Linked DNA regions of Mus musculus: region 1 is linked to region 2. Evidence: chromatin contacts called from public Hi-C data. All regions are on one chromosome and are shown on one strand. Each heading gives the region's core, a stretch centred on a gene start, on an enhancer-like site or on the middle of the called end of the contact. The rest is flanking DNA. Distances are from core to core; before and after follow the strand shown. Region 1 overlaps Hgd (homogentisate 1, 2-dioxygenase). Region 2 has its middle 56 kb from the start of Stxbp5l.

What was found. Hi-C and Micro-C count contacts between places; a contact is called where the count stands out from the background.
Region 1: a contact with region 2 is called in a Hi-C map of cerebellum, with 2.3 times the contacts expected there. The contact joins two enhancer-like sites. A contact is called at or near these places in 1 of 15 datasets of contacts at CTCF or cohesin (stem cell-derived epiblast-like cells), 8 of 484 Hi-C or Micro-C datasets (the HL-1 cell line, cerebellum, cerebral cortex and 3 more) and 1 of 9 other capture datasets (embryonic stem cells).

What each region holds. Positions count from the first base shown.
Region 1 is chr16:37,622,707-37,625,446 of GRCm38.p6, forward strand. Hgd (homogentisate 1, 2-dioxygenase) reads left to right here. Exons shown (of 14, transcript NM_013547.3): 12 at 1,551-1,677. Among named protein-coding and RNA genes, the nearest start is that of Gm46559, 26 kb to the left of the region's middle. Within about 2 kb of position 1,270, at least 10 of the 459 cell types and tissues checked have an H3K27ac peak or open chromatin away from gene starts, as enhancers often do. A contact at or near this core is called in cerebellum, where this site is marked.
Region 2 is chr16:37,439,472-37,442,220 of GRCm38.p6, forward strand. No RefSeq gene overlaps it. Among named protein-coding and RNA genes, the nearest start is that of Stxbp5l, 56 kb to the left of the region's middle. Within about 2 kb of position 1,255, at least 66 of the 459 cell types and tissues checked have an H3K27ac peak or open chromatin away from gene starts, as enhancers often do. A contact at or near this core is called in cerebellum, where this site is marked.

The sequences.
Region 1 (2,740 bases), core at 20-2,519, 180 kb after region 2:
GGAAAAGAAAATCAAGATGCCAAGCCCAAAGCATCACGAAGAAGCACCCTGAGACCTTGGTAAAGCTCTATTTGAGCCTTCCTACCTTTTCTTTCTTTTAATAGTCTCAGACCATGTCCCATGACAGATGAAAAAAAAAAAATGGTAACTCTCCCAGCAAGAAAGGCTGGGTTGGTTTTTTGTTTTGTTTTGGGCTTTGTTTTTGTTTGTTTTTGTTTTGTTTTTTGATTTTTGATTTTTGTGTGTGTGTGTGCAGATGTTCAATCTTCTCCTTACTACTACTGTAGTTATCTGCCTCCAGATTCAGATCTGATCATCCCACCATTGCTTTGGAAACCCTTTGCAGGCTCCCCATGGTTTAGGATTAGGTCTGCGCTCTGAAGCGTGGCATTTGATACTCTTCTCCATCTGTCCCCGGGCTCCTTTCTCCAGGACCGCATCTTGCCTCTCCTTTGTCCTTCACTGCACTGCTGGCTGGCTGTGTGAAGCAACCACAGAGACTAACCTTATCCTGGCTTTACAAAGTCTCTACGTATCCCCATATCTTTTCTATTTTCTCTGATAAAATCCCTGGCCTGTCTTTCTCTTCTCTCTTCTACCCTCCCCCTCCTTTCTTTTGTTCACTTTTAAAGGTTTATCGCAATTCATAGTTCTTTGACGCTTTCCCTGGTCCTGTCAGAGAAGATGAGAACGGGTGATGGCAGGGAGAAGGGCTGCTGTAGGCCGAATGCACTATATAATGCACTATATAAAGTAGGGAACTGTCGAGAAACAAATTCAACAGAGAGTTATTTTGAAAAAGAAATAGCCATTCTCTCCTTTCCCCAAATAAAGTTAAAGGAGTGGAGAATAGATTCCCAGTCTTTGAATCTCCAGATGTCAGCACCACGTCTGAAAGTGAACACGGATATCAATTAAATTGAATCTTGGGTTTTCCGTCTCAGAATCTAAAGTTCTTGAAACCGCATAATCTCATCCCTCGGCATATCCCCCTCTGCACTACCATCATGTAAACGCAATACTCAGAATCTAGAAGTCAATCAAGGAGTCAATCAAGAGTCAGAATTAGCCAGCCAGCTCTCAGACTTTTGCTGCCTGTGGCCGTCACCTACAGCCTCTGATGTTCTGCCCCCTAAGAAGCACTGGCTTCCTCTACACCAGGCTGAGGATGCTGTTTTGTTTGTTCCCCAGCATTCTCTAAGCAGCACCAAGCTCCCTGCCACTCAGTCTGGGAATGTAAGTAGGACTCTGGCTCTCAGAGCCTTAGGGTAATAAAGCGCCACACCACGATGTAAACTCAGGTAAGCTAAAGATGCAGCCTCTTATCCATCCTCTTATCTGGTGTGAATGTGTTTTGCTTCAAGCACAGCAAGAGGACTGTCACAGGAGTGATTACTGCACCTCAACCAGAGCCCAAATATCTAAGCCGACCCGGGTCACTTAATCAGAAACTGTCACTTGAAAGCACCCTCCTGTGCAGGTGACACACTGTCACTCTTCAGTCACCTCCCATCCTGTCCTACATTCAGTCTCCCCTTGTGTATTCACAGGATCCTTCCATTTTCACCGTGCTGACTGCCAAATCCCTCCGACCTGGGGTGGCTATTGCTGACTTTGTCATCTTCCCACCTCGGTGGGGAGTTGCAGATAAAACCTTCAGACCTCCTTATTACCACAGTAAGTCTCTCTTTCATCAGAGCACACCTGGAAATGAGAAATAGCAAAGCAGCCAGGCTCTGAGGACAATGGCTGGGTTTTTCTTGGATCCCCTGCCTTGCCTTGAGTTTGAAGTCCTGCCTCTCAGTGCTCTTGGGCTTTAAGAGTCTGCAGGTGATGCAGCGACTAAACCTGCCTCCTTTTCCTCTGGGCCTAAAGAGAGGCAGACAGGCTGGGAGAGTGTGAAGGAAGAATGCATTTCAGATATTTTTTTAAAGGGTGAGGAGTAGTGAGAGTGGAGGTGTTTTTTGCTTTGTTTGGAGAAACAAAAATCTGTTTCAAGAACAAGTAAAATGTTCTTTCTTTGATTATTTTGGCAAAACAAAGCAGATTACAATCTAAACTAGGAGATAGACAATTCTGGAAGATGGAGGTGTTATTCATTAAATGTATTCTTTGACAATTATATATATATATACATGTAGATATATAGAATGCATGTAGATATATAATGCATTCTGGTTGCTCTCATCCCTACCCTTTCTCATTTTCACCCATACCCTGTACATTCCCCTTCATTTCTATGGAGCCCCTTCCCACATCCCTTTCCTTTTGTTTAGTTTGTATCCCTCTGAGTTTGACCAAGACCACCTTTATAGCCTTGTGATTAAAACTGGAGTCTGGCAGGTACACCAGTTGCTACACACCAAAGACAATGGCTGCCCATCATAGATGGTTCCCTTTACCTATACGTGGCCTATAGGTTCAATGGCAAGGGGAAAGTTCCCATTAGCCCCTCCCCCACCATCACTGGCCATGGGGAGGGTCTGTCATGTGCGGTCCCTGCACAAGTAATCAAAGCGTCTATGAGTTCATAACTACATTGGCTGTGGTATACCTAGAGGATGATGTTTGCTGCCTTTCTTCCTATGTGTGAGCTTCTATGTTATTTCATTCTGTCTTCCCACAACATCACCTTAGAGGGGACATTATACGTAATTCATTTTGGGCAGCCACGAGACTCTGAATTCACCAGTGTCCACTGCAAGTAGAAACTTCTCTGAATGAGGTAGAAAGTAGCTTC
Region 2 (2,749 bases), core at 5-2,504:
GAAGTAACTTCTATCTGAAGAAAAGCCCTAAAATGATCCCAAGGTACTTTTATGCCATCTCTCTTCAGAGAACTGGAAAATAAACTTGTGTGCTGGAAAGGTTCCCTGTTACATATTATCATTTCATTTCAAAGTAGCTCTCAGTCTTGACTATTAGATTAGATTTTCCCAGGCTGACTTCAATGAAACCAATATATCCCAGACCAATTAAACCAGAATTTCTAAGAATAGGGCCTAAGGAGATTTTCTTTTTCAAGCTCCCAGATGATTCCAGTGTGAAGGCTGTGTTGAAAACCACTGGCTCAGGGCTTGTTTCGTTTCTAGCCTCAATGCAGAATTTAACTATAACTCCCAGACTTCTCTAGATTAGACTCAGGACTACTTAACAGTTCTATTGACCTTCATTGAGAGATATATCTCTTCCTGTTCTGGCTTATCTCTGTTGTGGAGTGTCCCTGATTTCTCTCAATGTTCATCTCCCTGATGAACATTGAGAGGTGTTCCTTCCTCTCTGGCTCATGGCCTCAGGTTAAGAAACAAGTTTCAGTCAAGTGAGTCTAAGGGAAAGTTATGCATTCTGTCCCACTAGATCATCATTTCTACAACTAAGGGGTCATTGAATAGGAATGGTCCACATAGAGCCATGTGTTTTGAATGCATGGTCACAGAGAGTGGCACATTTAGGAGGTGTGGACTTATTGGAGAAGGTGTGGCCTTGTTGGAGGAAGTGTGTCACTGTGGGGGTGGGTTGTGAAGTCTCCTATGCTCAGGTTCCACCTAATGTGGAATGAGAGCCTCCTCCTGCTGCCTATGGATCAAGATGTAGAAGTCTCCTCCAGCACCAGGTCTGCCTGCACTCTGCTGTGCTTCCCACTATGATGATAATGGACTAAACCTCTGAAACTATAAATCAGCTCCAAACTAAAACTAAATTTTGCCTTTATAAGAGTTGCCTTGGTCATGGAGTCTCTTCACAGCCATGAAACCATAACAAAAGCAGGGTCCCTTTGGCTTTAAGATGTAGCCTTCACCAAATTTAAGCTTCTTCCTTAGAGCTGGGTCTTTGTAGTTCCTTCTTTATGTCTGGCCTGCTCTCCAGCCCCATCTCTCCGTGAGCTGTTTTGGGAGAGGAAGAAGGGAGCTGAGAACATGTGAGCACAGAGAGAGAAGGCTTTCAGGTTAAGAGGAGATAGACATACACCGCGCACCGCTGAAACACAAGACTTGGTTTCAGTTCTGCCTTTTCCCTGATTGGAGGAGACTGTGGGTATGGTGACTGGACAGGCTCGAAAAGACTGAGCTGATCGGCCTGCCCTCGGGTCAGCAGCAGAATGGAGAACGGAGGAATCTCGTGACTCAGAGGTCTTAGAGGCAGTGAAGGAGAGATGAGGCTCAGAGCAGGTAAGCGTGCCAGTGTCGCAGTCTACTGACTCAGGCAGAGCCGATTTCTCCTCAAATTAACCAGCTAACGCCTGTGGATGAAGCAGCCCACACAAGTGTTGGCTCTAGCCAAGCTGCTCATTTGTCAGCACTGAAGTGACATCATGTAAATTCCCAGGCAGATGCCAAACTTGAGGAAAATCATGAATCACTCCGTCTGTTGGCAGACACAGCTGCCGGATGACCTCTAAGGCCCTTTCTGGCTTTTTTTTTTTTTTCTTCTTCTTTTTTTAAGTAACTTTGAGAATTTGCACACTGTGTTTTGATCAGATTTATGTTCTCCCCAACTCCTCTTAGATCCATCCCTTCTTCCTTACCCACTCAACCGTATATTCTTTATTTTTTTTAACCCATCAACTACATTCGTTCTGTCTACATACTCTTGGTCGTATGGCTTTCTATTGGAGAGTATTGATCTACCAAGAGGCACATATGCAAAGAAAACGCTCCATTAGCCAGACACTTTCAGTTGTCAATAACACCTCCACTGGGGGCGAGACTTCCTGTCTACCTCACCCCTTCATGATGGGGTTCTTTTTGGCTTGAACTTGTGACAACCTTGCGTGTGCTGTCACAACTGCTGTGAGTTCATATGCACAACAGCCCTGCAATGTCCAGAAGAAACTGTTTCCTTAAAGTCATCCACAGCCTCTGGCTCTTATAATCTCTCTGCCTCTTCTTCTGCAATGATTCCTAAACCTTAGGAGGAAGAAGAACATAGATGTCCCATTTTGGACTTATAATTCTAATCTTCTATTCTCTGCACTTTAATTTCTTGGTCTCTGTGTGAGTCACTACCTACTCCAAAAGATTTTCTGACACAGACTGAAAGATGTGCTAATTATATTATATTATGGGTATGATGATAAGTCCCCAGAAGTCTGTTGAATACTGTGCCCATTTAGCAAAGTAATAGTAGCAGAATCTCCCCTAGGGCCTATGACCTTTCCAGGTACCCGTTCTTGACCCTGATAACAATGCCAGCTATGGAATTGTGGAACAGGCCTTAATTCAAGTCAGAAAGCAGTCGGCTATTCCTGTACCATTTATGCCACTCTTGCCCCAGTGGGCATGTCTTGCCAGGCTGATCATTACTGGTTCAAAAGGTTCACAGCTGGATCTGGATAAGACTGATATAATTTTCTCTTCCAGTAGTGTGCATAGAACTTTCTAGCCCTATGAAAGGGAGCCAGTAGGCATGAACCTTACAGGTAAACACCAAGATTCCTCTGTGTTCTATGACTTAAGTATGTGATGTCTTCAACAGTAGGGCATTATCTTTAACTTCAGGTGTGTGTTCCATTTATAA